3 separate regions of the Danio rerio genome follow, and regions 2 and 3 are each linked to region 1. A link is a contact called in public HiCAR-type and Micro-C data. All regions are on one chromosome and are shown on one strand. Each heading gives the region's core, a stretch centred on a gene start, on an enhancer-like site or on the middle of the called end of the contact. The rest is flanking DNA. Distances are from core to core; before and after follow the strand shown. Region 1 holds the start of LOC562542. Region 2 holds the start of trim65 (tripartite motif containing 65). Region 3 holds the start of bccip (BRCA2 and CDKN1A interacting protein).

Region 1 (3,094 bases), core at 335-2,834:
TCCATGGTTACAGGTTTTACGCATTTTTCGAAATATCTTCTTTTGTGTTTAGCATAAGAATCTGTGTGAAAGAAGAAAAATGTTAAAAACTTGTAACCATTGACTTCCAGAGTAGGAAAAACAAATATTATGAAGGTAAATGGTCACAGGTTTTACTCATTTTTCTAAATATCTTGTTTTTATTCAGCATAAGAAAACTGTACAAAAGAAGATATTTTGAAGAATTTGACCCATCACCATTGATATCCACAGTAAGAAAAACAAATCTTATAAAGGCGTTTTTTTACAGGTTTCTATCATTTTTTTTAAAAATATCTTCTTTTTTCTTCAAAAAAAAAAAAAAAAAAAAAAAGAATACATTTTGCAAAATTATAGAGTCCTGTAACCATTGACTTCCACAGTAGGAAAGAAAATACTATATTTACAGGTTTCTAACATTTGTCAAAATATCTTCTTTTTTCTTCAACATAAGAAAGAAATATTTGAAGAAAGAAGATATTTAAAATATATATGACCTGTCACTATTGACTTCCACAGTAAGGAAACCTGTAATTATTGACTTTCACAGTAGACAAAACAAATATTATGAATTGCAATGGTTACAAGTTATAATGCGCATTTTTCTAAATATCTTGTTTCGTCTCAACAGAAGAAAGAAACTGAAACAGGTTTGCGACAAGTGAATGATTAGCAAATTATGATGACAGCATTTTCCATTCGGGTGACCTATCTCTTCAATCGTATTAAAAATCGAGAGTTTACAATACAGTAAGCCGCACATTCATTTAGAAGCGTTGAAATGACTCATATGTGACAGATACAACCGCAAACCACAAGATGAATAATAAAGAAAGCAAAACACTCATTCATAAAATAATGAAACGTATTTTCCACATGTTGTACACAAGTTTGAGGTGAAGTCGGTTTATATTTGCACATTCAGACTTTTTCCTTAATAGTAAAGTATTCTTTGTAAATTCTAAATTATATCTCAAAGTTTACATACAATTAAGATAAAAAGTGCTAATGTTGTTTTTAAGTCATGCGATTTCAGACATATCTAATATAGCGTGGTAAACAATATAGGAAACATTAAAATGAAGGAATGAGCTAAAATAAAATCTAATTTACCTCAATGTAAATGAAGAAACGCTATAAATTAAATACTCTACAACATCAGACGAATAATGTCTATAATAAACGGCGTTTTATCAGTAAAATGCTTAAAACACGCATGCAATGGCTTATATTGATGTAAAATGTCATGCATTCTTAGTAAATACCGTACAGGCGTAAACAGCAGAGTTGCCACGTAAAGATTTTTCACCATCTGGATTTTGTACTCACCTACAGTCTCTGCGTCTTTACAGTCCTGAGTTCATTCCAGATTGACTCTCCAGAGATAATCCACAAGGTTATAACTACAGACTTTCACTTTCAGATCATATCATACGTCACATGTCATTGGATTTTTTTAGTCGGCCTAATATTTCTTTTATAGGCGAATAGTATTAAAGTAGTAGTAAAATAGTATAACACTGCTCTTACAAAAATAGACTGGACTCCCGTGTAAAACTACACGGGACTTCGTAGTGTGTGACTCGGTCAATGCACTCCAGTAATGGAGAAACTCTTGTCCACGACATGCGAATGAAGAAAGTGAGCATTTGGTGAACACTGAACAGACGCAAGAGGGGTCAAACATTTATTTGACAGCATGACACGCTCTCTGCTGGCAGAAGAATGCAATGCAATTATTGCATAATCCTTTATTTCGCAAAACATGAAGGAATAGTCCAGACGATTTTTAAGAAAATAATTATCTTCTTTTTTGTTCAACATAAGAAACTGTACGAAAGAAGATATTTTGAAAAATGTAAGAAAATTGCAAACATTGATTTCCACGGTAGAAAAAGACAAATAGTATGTAGGCCAATTTTACAGGTTTCTAGCATTTTGTTCAACATAAGAAAAAAACTCTACAAAAGAGGATATAAAAAAAATGTTAGAAACCTGTAACTATTGACTTTCACAGTAGGGATGGAGGTCAATGGTTACAGGTTTTCTGCATTTTTCTAAATATCTTCTTTTATGTTCAGCATAAGAAAGAAACTGTATGAAAGAAGGTATTTTGAAAAATGTTAGAAATCTGTAACCATTGACTTCCACAGTAGGAAAAACAAATAATATGGGGGTCAATGGTTACAGGTTTTAAACATTTTTCTAAATATCTTGTTTTTTATTCAGCATAAGAAAGAAACTGTGCAAAAGAAGATATTTTGAAAAAAAATTTGAAACCTGTAACCATTGACTTCCACAGTAGAAATGGAGGTCAGTGGTGACAGGTTCTACACAATTATTGCATAATTCTTTATTTCGCAAAACATGAAGGAATAGTTCAGAAGCTCTTTAAGAAACATGTTTGAGTTTCTTTCTTTTAATGAAGGCACTAAAGAAGGTATTTTAAAGAAAACTGGAAACCTGTAACTATTGACTTGAATAGCTTTAGTTTTTCCTACTAAGTCAGTGGTTAGAAGTTTTCAGATTTCTTCAAAAAGTCTTTTGTGTTTAATAGAAAAAGAAACTCATTGGGACAAGTAAAGGGTGAGTAAATGGTGAGTTAATTGGCATTAATGGTTGAACTGTCCTTTTAGCTTAACTTTCCCTTACAAAAAATAAAATAACTACATAAACTGCAGTATACTGTAGTCAACTATTTATATTAGATTATTAGATTACCATGAAGCACTGTAAACTATCTGTGAATTGGCAGCTTTTGTATTTTGTTTTTATTTTTGCACATTTATTTCTACTGTTGAATTGCATTATAGGATCTTGATCTTTCTTCCAACAACTTTTAACCTTGTAAAGCAAAAAAAAAAAAAAAGAAACAATTATAAACATGTTTATTAGTTTGCAGTGCTATATTGTCTGGCTTGGTTTGTATGTTACACTACAACAACCTTGTAATAAACTGCCAGTACATTTTTTTTATTATTTTACAGACTTCTATTTGTGATGTCCTCTACATTATATTATTGTGCATTAAATACCCAGAAGAAATAGCACACACTAGCCTCAGACCAGATATTGT
Region 2 (2,800 bases), core at 103-2,602, 260 kb before region 1:
TATTTAAATTGGGCCACGTGGTGGCGCAGTGGGTAGCGCTATAAGAAGGTTGCTGGTTCGAGCCTCAACTAGGTCAGTTGGCATTTCCGTTTGGAGTTTGTATGTTCTCCCCATGTTGGTGTGGGTTTCCTCCGGGTGCTCCAGTTTCCCCCACAAGTCCAAAGACATGCGTTATAGGCGAATTGGGTAAGCTACAGAATTGTCCGTAGTGTATGAGTATGTGAATGAGTATGTATGGATGTTTCCCAGTGATAGGTTGCAGATGGAAGGGCATCCACTGCGTGAAACATATGCTGGATAAGTTGGTGGTTCATTCTGCTGTGGCAACCCCAGATTAATAAAGGGATGAAGCCGGAAAGAAAATGAATGAATGAATGAAAATATGTACATTTTTGATTGACAGACATTATTTTTAAACCTATTATTAAAAATATGTGGCTAATAAGTATGATTATTTTTTGGGTGTGGAGTCTGTGAAAATTTTGGCAGGGCAAGTAAAAATCTGAACCACTGGTCCAATCGGGCCAGTAGAAAATATCCTTAGCGTTTAACCCTGGACAGACAATACAGATTGATAGACAGACAGCTACATAAATACTATACATCAACAAATAAACAGACAGATAAACAAATAGACTGATGGATACACAGGTGTTTAGATATACAGATAGATAGAAATAGTTATAGAGTATAGATACATAATCAGAAAGACAAACAAATAGATTAAATATAGACATTAACTTATTGATAGATAGACAGACAGACCGAAATCGTAGCCAGATACTAAATAGAAGAACAAACAAATGGATTAAATATACAGACATTAACTTACAGATAGATAGATAGATAGATAGATATTATAGCTAGCTAGACAGACAAATATATAAATTGATAGAAACATAAATAGAAAGACAAACAAATGGATTAAATACACAGACATGTTACATATATACAGACAGATAGATATATATTTGAGCATGTATGTCATATTTCTTGAATTAAGTCTGTTTAATTTCAACTGCTATCTACATTTAGACAATTACATGAGCAAATAAAATACATTCGACTTAGGAATTAAAGCCAAAAGCTAATTCAGTGAATTCATAACATCGATAATCAGTAAATAAACAAACTCCACCTGACCCCACATCGACGCTACATAAGACCGATTTTTAAAGCTAGACATTAATCATTAATATATAAAACTCCTTTTTAATTAAACCCACATGAACATTTACTCATCGGTTGTGCAGAAATGTGAAATAATCCCGATTCCTGAGCGTTATTGGGTTTCTCGGGTTTCTCTCATGGGTGAAACTCGTCGCCTTTTTCCATACGCAGGCGCGCATTGACGTGGTGACGCGTACGCACACTTGTTTTCTGACGTCACTGAGCGTCGCCGGTTCGGTTCATCATGGCGGCGCGCGGATTGTCGTGCGTCCTGCTGCGGGCGGCGGTGGATGCGGGACTGAAACGGCACTCCCGGGGCCTCCGGTCCACCGGTGAGCGATAATGAACGGAGATTTAATTTATTGAGCAGCTAATTAGTAAAATAATTAGTTAAGCCGCAGCTGATTGTGCACGCGCGCGTGTCTGCTGTTATGAATGACCTTTACCTGTTTAGACACACTCTGATTTCATCATTTAACCGATAATTTATTTATTAGTATCTATTTTCATTAATTTTCGTGTGTCTATAAGCTTTTTGAGCCGCTGCATATCTCACATTTGGTCTAAAAATTAATGTTATATGATTATTGTGGCATTTTTATTACAACGTTATAACATTTATGGCAGTTTAATATTTATAGCAAAATATTATTACAATATTTGTAATATCTTATTATATTATATATTTGAGTTTTATATTGATACATTTCTGATAATAATATTATAATGCTGATAATTTTATTTGTATTACATCGTTTTAATATTGTTACGACTTTGTATTATTATAGTTGTTTATTTGATATTTATAATGAAATATTATTACAGTATATTTAATATTATATATTAAGCTTTTATATTGATACTTTTACAATAATATTGCTATATTTGTCTGTATATTGGTTTTTATTATGCAACATTAATGGGACTTTACACAATTACACAAAATTTTTTTTTTGCTGTTTCTTATATTTGTATAGCAACATTATTATAGCATTGCATTATTTTGCATTTAACATTTCTAAAAATGTAATGTTATTAATAAAGTAAAAGATGAATGTTTTATTACCTTATTCAAAATAATTGTTATTGTTATGTATTTACACAAAATATTAATATATTTGTTTTAATATATTTTTATTATAATTTGTTTAAATATATTTTTTATTATAACAATTTTTTTTCTACAACAAATATGTATTTTTATTTAAATTATTATTATTATTATTATTATTAAGTCTTATTTCTTTTATGTTAAAACTAAATGCTGTGTTGACTTTCCTGCAGCTGTCCTAAGTCGGCGGGCGGCTCCTCTGGGTCCGATGCCCAATGAGGACATCAAAAGCACTCAGCTGGACTCTCTGGAGAAATATCGCAGCTACACTCGATATATACGGGCAGCAGAAGAGGCCGACCTGAAAGATGTTTGGTGGAAAACCTACAGGAAACACACACAGGACCAGACCAAACAAGGTACAGATGAAGGGAGAATTATTCGCCCTTCTGTTAAATGATCATTCTTTCATATTTTTCTGTCCAACAGAGAGATTTGTTCTAGGGTTGAGCAATGTTGACCAATTTGGCGTCGTACGATGTCTAATGTGAAACATCACGATGGACTATTCCATCGTCG
Region 3 (3,038 bases), core at 247-2,746, 300 kb before region 1:
ATTCTGTAGGGAAGTGAATTATCCATAAAAATGTCAAAAAATAAATTAAAAGTAAAAATAAAAGTGAAATAAACTGTTTTAGGGATTTCAGGGAGTGTTCAGGTTCATAATTTCAATAATCAAATGTTACAAATGCTAAATTTTCTTTGCCTGAATACTTTGAACACTGTCAGGCCCAGGGGCGGACTGGCCATCTGGCAATTCTGGCAAATGCCAGAAGGGCTGGACCAATTTTTAAATGTGGGTCGTTCAGTTTTTATTTAAATGTATTGTTTTTACGTGGAGGCAGCTTTTATCTCTTGCTAGATGTGATATTATGATGATGATGTTAATAATTATAATAATAATAAATGTTAAGCATTTGGACCAATTATGACGGCCGCCTGATTTCAAGATGGGCTGACCCAATCCGAGGTTACCCGGACGCAATCAAAATATGGCAAGAATGTCATTATTTCACCATCTGTACATCAAAATAAATAGTGAATGTGCGTGTCCGTGGGTGGGGCTATGCTGGTGTGGTAATGTGGGCTGATGTGGCTACAGTGCCAGGGCTGAATTTTTGTCCCAGTCCGCCCCTGGTCAGGCCTTAAAAACAGATGCAAATAGTAAACCTTTACTACATTATAGTGAACATGCTTGTTAAAAAATGTATGTAGTGAATATACAAAGTACATATTTTCTCTAGTAAGATGTATTATTTGTGTTTATATAAATATGTTTGATCATTTTAATCCCTTTTTCCCCATTTACAACTTCTGTTTGTTCCATTACTATTTTATTTTTCCGTTATTTACATTATTGTACCTACTTCTTTTCTTTTTGGCTCTTAATTTAAAAAGTACGCTACATGGACATAAAATAAATCTAAACTGAATGAAATACACAGTTATGACCAGTAAAATTTAAGCTATTTTGGGGGGTAAATGAAAGTGTATTACCCTGATGACACTGCCGATGTGGTTCTGCTGGATGATGATGTCAGTGAGGTCAGAAGTGTTCACGTGACACTTCAGAAACAGCTGCAAAACAACAACACACATTTATGTCTGCATTCATAAATTAACACTCATATAATCACCACATAATCTGCAATAAACCGACGTTACCTGTTGAAGAAGGGTTTTGATGCCGTGAAAGTCGTTGTCAGAGATCGTGTGTGCTTCGAAGTCCACAATAACCTCCTAAATGCAGACCAAAACACGTGTGTTGGTCATAAAACAACGTGTTTTTCAGACAGAGCCAGCATGGCCTGCACATCACGACATTTCTGCTCGCAAAAACAGTTCGGATAGGAACTTACCTCGTTTACTTCTTCTTCTGAATTTTCGCTGTCGTCGTCGCCAGAGTCTTCCAGACCCTCGTCCGAGCTTTCGTCGCTGTCTTGTGGATTTTGTCCAGTTTCAACAGCACGCCTTTTGGCAGATGAAGCCATGCTGCTTCACTAGTGTACAGGAAACAGACACGAGCTCGCGCACGGCGACGTTTTGTGTCGTCTACATGCTAGGAAACTGAGGAGTCTAATCGGACATTTTGGCTCATTGTAGACACAAAGTCGCGGGCGCAAACACGCCATACTCAAGATCCAAAATGGCGTCTTTTCCAGCTCACGATCTTAAGAAGCAGAAGATACCATATTTTTTTACAGAGGGGTGCTGCATGAAAATGATTTATTACTTTTGAATAAACAATTGTATTGATTTAAGTGCCAGATAGTAATTTTGGTTAATAAAGAAAGATAAATATTGTCGTGATGTTGGAGTTACTTCAGAAATGAATTATATATTACGTAATTTTCAAAACAAACGTCGATGGTACCTGTTAGAACAAACCTTCGATGAAATAAATAAGTTTCTCTCTTACTTAAGTTTTTGTCTTACAAGTCAAGATAATATATTCCACTAGTAACTTTAATGCGTCTACCTATTAGTCTATTCGTTATCGGCCTATCTGTCCATTCATTCATTCATTCATTCATTCATTCATTCATTCATTCATTCATTCATTCATTCATTCATTCATTCGTTCGTTCGTTCGTTCGTTCGTTCGTTCGTTCGTTCATTCATTCATTCATTCATTCATTCATTCATCCATTTCTTGCCTGGTGAAAGGGGTGGTTCTTTTTTTCTTTTTTTTGCAGTTATACGCCTCAGTTTCTATTTAACTATAAGATTTAAATACTGCATTTTAGTGATTTTTTTTTTGTTGTTGTTGCTGGATTAGCTAGTCAGATGTCATCATAACCACACTTTTTGATGTACAAAAAATATTTCATAAAAACTTGCTATAAAGAAAAAATAAAACAAGACTAATTATTAAAATACAAATTTATTACATCATATATCATTAGAAAAAAATAGCAATCTGTTAAAGTTTTAAAGTAAAAAAAAACTGCAGCCTACTGTCATTTATTAGACAAAAACAAACTGGCCAGCACATTTAACTTTTCTGTCACAATTTGGCCATTTCAATAAAAAAAAATTAAACATAATAATAATAAAAATAATAATAATAATAATAAAAATAATAATACAATAATAATGAATTCTTTCCCAGAGATGGGTTGCGGCTGGAAGGGCATCCGCTGTGTAAAACCTTGCTGGATAAGTTGGCGGTTCACTCCGCTGTGGCGATCCCGGATTAATAAAGGGACTAAGCCGACAAGAAAATGAATGAATGAATGAATAATATACTTTTTACCAGTTTATATTTGGCAACATTTTAGTTTAGGTCACAATTCACAGTATTAAAAAACACTGAAACTAACACTACTAGCTTAATAAACCAACTAGCTGTTTATTAATAGTAAGTAAGGTACAAATTGGGTTCATGTTAGGTTAGGATTAGGGATGTCCCCCGGCTACGGGCATGATGTAGTGGGGTAGTAAGTAACATGCTGTTAGGTTATGTGACCGCTAGATGGCGTTCTTGGATAATAAGAAGCTTAGCACCACTAGGAGTTTAGCAGAGTCTTTAGTCAGAGTAGTGTGTTGTTGTCCTAGCCGGGCTCACTTTCTGTTCTGATGTCCCGCATCTGT

The links. Hi-C and Micro-C count contacts between places; a contact is called where the count stands out from the background. HiCAR-type assays count read pairs that join an accessible place to other places.
Region 2: a contact with region 1 is called in a HiCAR-type map of caudal fin, with 8 times the contacts expected there. The contact joins the promoter of trim65 here to the promoter of LOC562542 in region 1. A contact is called at or near these places in 1 of 18 Hi-C or Micro-C datasets (caudal fin) and 1 of 4 datasets of contacts at active chromatin or transcription factors (caudal fin).
Region 3: a contact with region 1 is called in a Micro-C map of caudal fin, with 8 times the contacts expected there. The contact joins the promoter of bccip here to the promoter of LOC562542 in region 1. A contact is called at or near these places in 2 of 18 Hi-C or Micro-C datasets (caudal fin and hematopoietic stem cells) and 2 of 4 datasets of contacts at active chromatin or transcription factors (caudal fin and embryo).

The regions. Positions count from the first base shown.
Region 1 is chr12:47,752,625-47,755,718 of GRCz12tu, forward strand. LOC562542 reads right to left here and starts at 1,585. Exons shown (of 5, transcript NM_001327878.1): 1 at 1,348-1,585.
Region 2 is chr12:47,492,354-47,495,153 of GRCz12tu, forward strand. It overlaps trim65 (tripartite motif containing 65), which reads right to left and starts at 1,353. Exons shown (of 8, transcript XM_001920366.7): 1 at 1,227-1,353. It overlaps mrpl38 (mitochondrial ribosomal protein L38), which reads left to right and starts at 1,417. Exons shown (of 9, transcript NM_212945.1): 1 at 1,417-1,502; 2 at 2,455-2,640. The coding sequence starts at 2,490.
Region 3 is chr12:47,450,287-47,453,324 of GRCz12tu, forward strand. It overlaps bccip (BRCA2 and CDKN1A interacting protein), which reads right to left and starts at 1,497. Exons shown (of 7, transcript NM_001013475.2): 1 at 1,304-1,497; 2 at 1,110-1,184; 3 at 942-1,022. The coding sequence starts at 1,435.